Linked DNA regions of Mus musculus: all the other regions are linked to region 3. Evidence: chromatin contacts called from public promoter capture Hi-C data. All regions are on one chromosome and are shown on one strand. Each heading gives the region's core, a stretch centred on a gene start, on an enhancer-like site or on the middle of the called end of the contact. The rest is flanking DNA. Distances are from core to core; before and after follow the strand shown. Region 1 overlaps D430042O09Rik (RIKEN cDNA D430042O09 gene). Region 2 overlaps Gtf3c1 (general transcription factor III C 1). Region 3 overlaps Aqp8 (aquaporin 8).

Region 1 (2,986 bases), core at 380-2,879, 2.3 Mb after region 3:
CATGAATAAAGAAAACAGAAGACCTTTAAAGCCTACGTGGGCGGAAGCGGCATAAGGACCATATGTTTCATAGGGCTCTTTGATCAAGTCCCATGTTCCTGGGAGAGGGCGACATGTAAGGAATAAATCGAGCTTCGTATTCTTTCTTCCTCTGCCTTCTCTTAGCAACAGAACCTTCTAATTGCCACTCTCCCAGCATCTCCATTGTGCCAATTGCCTGAGAGAATTTCAGATCATTTCTCTACTAAAAAGTGCTTGAAGTAAAAAACAAAACATGAGGCTGTTTATCTCAATGCACAGGTTTAATTCTGAAAGATATTTAAGATAGCTTCAGGCCCTCTGAAGAGGGGGTGCTGGCTGACTGTTTCAACTGGCTAGAAAAACAGAGCATCACTAATAGCACATTGCTGGCTTAGGGGACTCCCTGATCCCCTGAACTTGCCCTCTCCTACCCTGCCTTTCTGTACCCTCCCATCACTACTTGGTAGCACTGTGAGCCTTTTGCAGATGGCCAGCCATAGATTCAGCCATGTCACCATGAAAGGTAAGGAAAAGGCACGCTGTCTCTTGTCAAAGTTAGTTGGAACAAGCATCTGGGGACACTTGTCCTGTTCCTTTGCTGTGGGCTACTCTATCCCCAGAGGGTGAGAATGTAGTCTCCCCCTGGGGCAGATGAGCACTGTGCCTATGTGCCTATGTGGGGTCATAGACTGACATAGTGAGGGGTGTGTGGGTCCCAGTGAGCTTTCCAGGCCCCCTTTAGCCCAAAGTAGTGCTGTGTGACTCATACACGTTGTTCTGTCTGTCTGTCTGTCTGTCTCCTTCCTTCTCTCCTGCTCCCCCTCTTTTCCTTTCTTTCTCCTATGTATATGTGTAATATGCCTGTGGGTGAGTATATGCACGTGTGTGGAGGTCCAAACTTGAAGTTGAGTGTACTACTTGATTATTATTATTATTCACTTTATAAAGACAGGGTCTCTCCTTGAACTCCAAGCTTGTCTATTCCATCTAGTCTAGCTAGCCAGCTTGCCTCAGGAATCCCCTGTCTCTGCCTCCCAGGTGCTGGGATTATATAGGTAGTTGCCACTCCTGACAGGTTTCTGTGTTGGTTCTGGGGAATCCGAATCATGTCCTCCTACTTGTGAGGAAATGCTTTATTCACTTAGCCATCTCTTCGGCCCTTGAGCCTGTTATCGTCTCACCTTTGCTTCCAGAATGCTGGGATTACAGGGTTGTGTCGTCACACTTGGCCTAACTGGCACGTTTTAGCTCTTCTGCTCTGGGTGTGGATCCGGACATCTGAATTTGTTAACTGCTAGCAGTGCACACATACAGTTGAGGATGAGAATGGTTTTTTAGAGTGTGAGACAGCCCTGTCTGGTGATCATGGGCTCCTGTGTACTGTGCACAGTCTGCCCCTCAGCCGCCACTGACTCCAGATACCACAGAGACAGGTCCAGACAGAGACTGATGGGTAGCATAGAAGAACCCACATTCAGCTGTTAGGTTCCAGAGGCAGAAAAGGCTGCCTGGAAGAGGCAGGCTGAGCTGAGGTACTGGAAAGGGCATAGTTGCCTCTGAAATGTCCCTTGATGGTTGCCTTGCAGCAGCAAGTGCTTTCAGTTCAGTTGGTAAAAATATTCTTGGCCTTGCCTCTAACAAGTATTCATGGTTCCTGCCTGTAGCGATTATGTAGTGTTTATGGCCTCTGGTCATGAATTATTAATGATTTTGAAATTGTGGCCATTGTAGTTTACTCAAAAATCATTAGGAAGCAAATTTGTCATACAGTGCTTAAGAAGAAAGTGAGAGAAAATCCCAGAGGAGAGACTGATTTTTATTCCCCATCTAACCTAACCCTCCCATCTCTCAGTGTGCACACTGCTAACCAGGGCACATGGTGCTGGGGGTGTGTGTGGGGGGGGCATGTCCTCTTGCTGCAGAGGAACCTCTGCAGCTCTGTGAACTAGAGCCTCTGGGTGCATTCAGGGCCATAGTGTAGGTCCAGAGCAGGTCACATAGATCTCATAGCTGAGCAGGTGACCTCTGGCACTGAGCACTGGCACTCTGACACTGCTCTCCAGGGAGAGCTAGTTTGCAGTGCAGCTACCTAGTTCATTTCCAGTGGCATTTGTTCCAGAGTGTCCCATGAATATTTGGCTATCTACTGTGTACATGTCAACAGTGAGAAAACCCAGTTACCCTTCTTCCTCTAGGGGTCCTCCTGGCTCAGGCTAGCTTTAGGTGAACTCCAACCTTCCTACTTCCTGGATGGGTGTCTCAGATAAGTGAGCCCTATTTACTCCTGGGCCTCCGCTCTTACCCACTCCAAGAGCCTCTTGTGATAATGGACTGCCATCTTTTGCAGTTGATTGGAGATTCTAAAAACCACTCATCTGTGAGCTCACTTTGTAAAGGACTGTAAAAGCCATTTAACTGTCCCACTTAGAAACCTTAAGCTTGCCTGCGTGTACATGCATCCACACTCTCACATACAGTTCCTCTGGGCACAGATTAAAGAGGCTTCCTTTCTCAGGCAAAGCAGGAGAGACCTGGATTTCAGGAACCAGCCCCCTCTGCCACCAAGGGAAGGCTCCCACTCACACCTGTTGCTCTCTTACACTCTTCCTATCTAGGAGCTCCATTCAGAGGCCAGGGAGCGGGATCAGTCATCTAGTCAATGCTGGGGTGTTTGGAAGAAGGGGCTGGCGATGTGGCTCTATGGCAGAGCACTTATCTAATATGTATGAGGCCCCAACTTCTGTCTGTAACACATCAATAAAAAGAAACAGTTGAAGGTTAACTATGTTCCTGATAGCAGTCCTCAGTTCCCTTTCCAAGATGAAACCACTTATGTGTCCTTCCAACTAGTAGTCATAGGTGCTTCCATCCACCTACCCTCTCTTCTTGGTTTGTGTGTGTGTGTGTGTGTGTGTGTGTGTGTGTGTGTGTGCGTGCAGATGGCTGCTATGTGTGCATGTGCTTG
Region 2 (2,841 bases), core at 236-2,735, 2.2 Mb after region 3:
TCAGAGCTGCTGGGCACAGCATTGCTGGCCACCTGCCAGCCTGTCCATGTCTGTGAGGAAAGTGGAATATGGCAAAGGAGAAACAGGTCCACCAGAAAGGCCTGGCCAGCTAGAGCCTACCATGTCTGCTGTCAGGGAAAGGAAAGGCTTAGGCAGAGATAGCTGACCTTGGCTTGTTTTTTTTTTTTTTTAATCCTACTTCCAGGTGAGCACATGACCCCATCCCCAGGACACAGTCCAGGAGACAGACACAGGAGGACAGAACCCCGGCCTGCTGACCTTGAAGCCTCCCCCGCCCCCCCCCCCCCCCCCCCCGCCCTTTTTCTTTCTTTGTCCCGGGCTATGCTGGGATTAGGCAGTCCAAGCTTCAGACTTCATTCTCTGCCAACTCTCTATCACCTTGACACACCTCTCTGGTGTTTCCTCTTCTGAAGAATGGGACTAGGTGGATATTTTTCCTTCAGAGAAAATTCATTCAGGTAGGAAACAAGAACATTCTACAAATAAGAACAAGCAGCTTCATAGAAAAAGGCCCTAGGCATGTAGTGTGGAGACCCACGGGGCTGGTCATTCCGTGGCCTGTGACTGTAGCTGACTTGCAGTGCAGAGTCACGATGTGCCCAGGCTCCCTGTCTGATCTGGAACAAGAACTATATAAGAGATTCTTCTGTCCCTCCTCCCACCCTACCCGATTCTTGCACTGGTAGCATGCTGTAGGCCTCTGTAGGTATCTCCCAACTTCACAGAATCTCTCTGGCTCTCCCTCCTTAGTCCCCTGGGGAAGGGCCAGAAGGCCTATAAGGAGATAGTAGGTTGACTTCGCAGCCAAGAAAATGCTTTGTGATTCCTGGGTACCTGCTGTCCCCATTAAGACCTGGGCCCCACCTAAAAGTATCTGGGGGCAACCAGTCCTGCCAAGGGGATACAGTGTGTTTTGCTGAGTGATCCTCAGTCTGTCATGCTTCTCCCAAGAGTAAGCTCTACGAAGAGTTCCTAGGACTGCTCTGATCACAGCAGCATCAGTCAGTGTCCCTCACCTCTGTATGGGGATAACTAGGGCAGACGCATAGTGAACCAGCAGCCTTGAGAGCCTTGCTCTGCATCTGCTCCCAAGGGTGAGCTATAAGATCGTGTACATGGAAATGCTCAGAACCACTTCCAGATTCTGGACTCCACACCCGAGTCTGAGCAGTGAGTGAAGGAGGAGAAAGGGTGGAGTGCTGGAACACGGGCCTCGGCACAGCCTAGCTGTGAATATGGCTTACTTGTAGTTCATGAAAGCCTGGGGATTTTTGACTATGTAGCGAGCTCTTCGTCCAACCGAGTGAGAGGTTTTATCCAAAGACTCTTCAAAGGTAGCATGCAAAATGTCCCGCACGACCTGCCAGGTGACAAATGGTCCTTTCACCTAGTTCAAATATAGAGTGTGACAGTTAGTATCTGCAGAGTCCATTTTCAGGACAGCTAACAGAAAGGATTGGGAACGAATGTATCCTGGGAGCCTGTTTCCCCAAGGAGGTCAAAGTGCTCACTTCATGTTTGCCTACCTACCCTGTGCCAGTACAGGAAAAGAGGTCAAGCCCTCAACATCATATGGAGCTGTGTGTTCTGACAAGCACTGAGAGGGGGGTCTTAGTATCAGGTAAAGTTAAGAGTAAATGTGCTTTGGTATGGTAGTCTTTCTTTCTTTTTTTTCACATTGAGATAGGGTTCTCTCTTGTGTGGTCAGGGCTGGCCTGGAACTCCTGACTCCTAGGATCAAAGGTATTCATCACCTTGCTGGAGAGGTAGAGTTTTAAAGACTGACACATTCTGTATCATGAGCATCTGCAGCATCCACAGTGGTAGAAATGAACTAAGATGCAGACTCAGGACATGTCAGAAAACACACAGGAAGGGACTCAAAGACAGGTGACATTTCTAACTCTAATAAGATGTCAGCAAGTTCTAGTGAAGAATGGTTGGCTACGTGATGAGGGAGGAGAGGCATTCCTCGCCACCAGCATTGCAATAAAGAGCCACGTGAGAGGTAGCAGATAGAGTTCAGGGTGGTAATGGGCACCCTCTATCTTCCTTAGGAAAAGTAGGGATGAGATTTAGGAGAGGGTGGGGTACAAGGGTTAGAGACAAATGGCTTCTCCTGGCTGCTGTGCTGGTGATGAGGACAGTCAGCTCTTAGGCCTGCTGTCCCTGTTGGCATCACTGCCTGCCGGGGCCCTGACCCTGCTGACATGGAGCTCATGTCCTGCTGCCCTCTGGAAAGAAGCATGAGTGTGCTCATGCCTGGCTGCACAGCATGCTGGCAGCAAGGAGAGCCGGGGTCCCGAGGTGCTGTCGGAATGTGAAGCCAGGCAACGCTGGCTGAGCTGTGGAGCCTGTCACCACGAGAAGCAACGAAGGGTAAGCAGGGAAGTTACAGTGAGTCTGGAACACAGAGCATAGGGCTATGGCCAGCAAAACAAATGTCAAGTGTCTCTGCCTTAGGGGACAGCTACTCCAGAGTCCATGGGTACCACAACTGCAGAGCCAAGGCAGAAAGCAATGGTTCACGGTACAGAAGACACCAAGCCTCTACAGGCAGACAACATAGAATGAATGGGCAGACAAGAGCAAAATGGCTTGACCTACTCCACTGCAGCCAGGCAGAAGTGCACATGCGTCTGAAGGCTAGGAGAAATGTAGGCTGGTAGTATAAGTGCATGGGATTCTGGGAAATGCTTTTCTGGGCAGCCTCTAGGAATGGGAAACAAGTTCAGAGCCACACCTCTCAAAATCTAGCAAAGGGCTGCTCCCAGGGGACGGGGATGCTCCCAGGGGACGGGGGTGATGGAGGTACCTTGG
Region 3 (2,884 bases), core at 323-2,822:
TCCCTGCTGGGATAGGACTAGTGGCTTGGTACTGATGGAGTCCCCTTTCCCCTCTCTTACCTTTGGGTTTGCTTGAAATCTTAGAAATCTTTCTATTAGTCAAAAAGGCTACTTCCCGGGCCAAGGAGATGCCCCAGCAGTTAAGAGCACTGGCTGCTCCTCCAGAGGACCTGGGTTCAGTTCTCAGCACCCACATGGCAGCTCACAACCTTATGTAACTCCAGTCTTAGGGCTCTAACACTCTTTCCTGGCCTCTGTGGTTACTAGGCATGCACGTGGTGCCCTAGCAGGAGACTTGAACATGCCAGAGAAATGGTCTACCATAGAGCTTCATCCCCTGGATGGGCTCTGTATATAATTCCTGGGGCTCCTTCCCTCCATCCCTCCTGCTCCCCCTCCTTTCTATTCTTCCCTTCTCCCTCACTGTTGACTTCCACCAGTGCCTGTCCCCATGAGACTGACTCACTTTCAACCACTCACTCTGTTTTCTCAAGGCCCTCAGGTCCCTCAATGTCTTCATCTTGGAGAGCTTGAGGCAAGCTAGTTTTGCGCTCTTTTTCTCAGCGAAGATTATTTAGGGGGACTAGGGCCCAACACCCATTATCCTCAGTTTTCAAAGGTGCAAAGCAAGGCTCAGGGAAGTCTTGCAGCTTCTTCGGTTATACATGAAAAGGGGAGAAGCTGGGAAACAGACATGGCTCTGCCCAAATGCAGATGGGTGGGAGCACGGACCTGTGTCAGCTCCCAGCGTCTCTCGTCTAGGCTGAGTGGCTTTTCCTCCACAGGTGGTGAGTCCAGAGGAAAGATTCTGGAATGCATCTGGGGCAGCCTTTGCCATCGTCCAGGAGCAGGAGCAGGTGGCAGAAGCCCTGGGGATAGAGATCATTCTGACAATGCTGTTGGTATTGGCTGTGTGTATGGGTGCTGTCAATGAGAAGACAATGGGCCCTTTAGCCCCATTCTCCATTGGCTTCTCTGTCATTGTGGACATCCTGGCAGGGTAAGTATCCCTCAAAAGTGTGATGGCTGCCCCGTGGCAAATGGAGAGTGGGCTGGCTTTAGGCAGGCAAGAGGCAATGGTGGGTAGGTGGTATCAGGCAGTGCTAGGTGATTTTTGGCTAGAGAATATGGCCACCCTTCTACTTCATTTAGGGCTAAGTCAGAGGTCTGGATGAAAATTCCTAATTTCTGTAATAAGAAATAAAGCATTCCCTCGGGGTGTTGACTCTGTCTTACAAAAAATGATCTCTAACCCTGGTCTCTTTGATTTCAAGCTTCTTGTTAGTTTTGGGAAGGCATTAAGGAGACTCAGGAAAGATTTCTCCCTTGTATAGGTAGTCAAACTGTGGTTCCGAAAGGCAAGAAATGACTCAGGGTCACTGAGAGTCTAAAGAGACAAATCTGGGACAATTATTCACATCTGCTGAAATGTAAGAGGTCAACACCAAAAGTTCAGTTCCTTTTTTTCATTTGGACACAGAACCAAACCTTTCTCAGGCTCAGGGCTCTGTCCCCTTGAATGGTCCGGGAATGCCGTAGCTCAGCAGTAGTGGTGCTTTGCTGCCACCTAGTGACACTTGCTTCACTTACAAGTGTGCTCCCCTACCTGGATGGGCTTCTGGACACAGAACCCACTGAAGGTTATAGATCAGCCTGAAGGCACTGGGTTTGGAGACAGAACCCAGAGCTGAGGTGTGCCTTGGAAACAAGCTCCTTCTGGAAGTAGGGCCCAAGTCTGTGGCATGAGGTCCTCAGTGTGCCAGACACACTTTAGTAACCATCAGGACATGCACATTGTGTCATTTGTTCCTGGCTACAGCCTATGGAGTGGATACTGCCACCTCAGTGGATATGTAGAGAGGTTAGACAAAGGTCACAGAGTAGAACTGCCCGGGCTGGACTTTGAATGTAGGTCAACTCCAAAATGGGCGGAGCTCCTTGGACTTTGCTTTCTAGACTTTGGAAAGGAATGTGCTCCACTTTCCCCTCCTGTCGTGACTAAGCAGGTGCTTTTGCTGACCATTTGTTCTAGAAGTGTGTATGTATGCGGAGGGGCTGATATGATGGTCATGTAGCAATCACCCTTTGTCAGCCTAGAGCTAAGCAAGGCTCCCTTACAGCCTCTGGGATCCACCCAGGGGCCCTGGTATGGGCGTTTAGAGAGGATGTCTGCTTGAGGCTGGCTGTAGGCCTGATTAAGGATGTGGGTTTGAGGTAGGACCTTCTGAGATGCTGGTAACTTGGGTACCTATGTGTCTGCAGTGGTAGCATCTCTGGAGCCTGCATGAACCCTGCTCGTGCCTTTGGACCTGCTGTGATGGCTGGCTACTGGGACTTCCATTGGATCTACTGGCTGGGCCCCCTCCTGGCTGGCCTCTTTGTAGGACTGCTCATTAGGTAGGAGGGTGACAGAGAATCTACAGCTACTAGATTGGCATTCACATAACCTTGGAGGAAAATGGGAATCTTCAGAGGGAAGTGTGCTGCCTCTGCCTAAGGCCTTTGGCTCCAAGTGATAGAGATCCACTTTGCAAGGGGAACTAACTGGCTCTTAGGATTGAAGTGTTCATGGGTGTCACTGGCTCCAAGTAGGACTCAAATGTGTTTTGAAGGACTTGGGATAGTCCTATGGGTGGGTAGGCTTCATGTTTAGGTTGGCTTTAAAATATTTTTTTATCTATTTTTTTTACAACATATTTAGATAATATTCTTTCCCCTTGGAGCACCAATTCCTCCCAGACCTTCCCTATCTTCCCTTGGCTGTGTCTGGGAGGGCTGAGTCTGGGCTGGATGCGTAGCCTTCTTGTAACATTACCCACTGCAGTCTAGAGGCTTCAGGCTATGCCTGGAGCCGGGTGTAAAACACCACTAATCACTCCGTTGC

The links. Promoter capture Hi-C pulls out the DNA fragments that hold promoters and counts their contacts.
Region 1: a promoter capture Hi-C map of liver shows a contact between it and region 3, with 4 times the contacts expected there. The contact joins two enhancer-like sites. A contact is called at or near these places in 2 of 39 promoter capture datasets (liver and pre-B cells).
Region 2: a contact with region 3 is called in a promoter capture Hi-C map of liver, with 4 times the contacts expected there. The contact joins two enhancer-like sites. A contact is called at or near these places in 2 of 39 promoter capture datasets (liver and pre-B cells).

What each region holds. Positions count from the first base shown.
Region 1 is chr7:125,729,877-125,732,862 of GRCm38.p6, forward strand. All of the region lies in intron 2 of D430042O09Rik (RIKEN cDNA D430042O09 gene), which reads left to right. Among named protein-coding and RNA genes, the nearest start is that of D430042O09Rik, 24 kb to the left of the region's middle. Within about 2 kb of position 1,630, at least 5 of the 459 cell types and tissues checked have an H3K27ac peak or open chromatin away from gene starts, as enhancers often do. A contact at or near this core is called in liver, where this site is marked.
Region 2 is chr7:125,656,221-125,659,061 of GRCm38.p6, forward strand. Gtf3c1 (general transcription factor III C 1) reads right to left here. Exons shown (of 37, transcript NM_207239.1): 24 at 2,837-2,841; 25 at 1,266-1,408. Among named protein-coding and RNA genes, the nearest start is that of Gtf3c1, 50 kb to the right of the region's middle. Within about 2 kb of position 1,486, at least 5 of the 459 cell types and tissues checked have an H3K27ac peak or open chromatin away from gene starts, as enhancers often do. A contact at or near this core is called in liver, where this site is marked.
Region 3 is chr7:123,464,324-123,467,207 of GRCm38.p6, forward strand. Aqp8 (aquaporin 8) reads left to right here. Exons shown (of 6, transcript NM_001109045.1): 4 at 786-1,000; 5 at 2,263-2,397. Among named protein-coding and RNA genes, the nearest start is that of Aqp8, 3.5 kb to the left of the region's middle. Within about 2 kb of position 1,573, at least 12 of the 459 cell types and tissues checked have an H3K27ac peak or open chromatin away from gene starts, as enhancers often do. A contact at or near this core is called in liver, where this site is marked.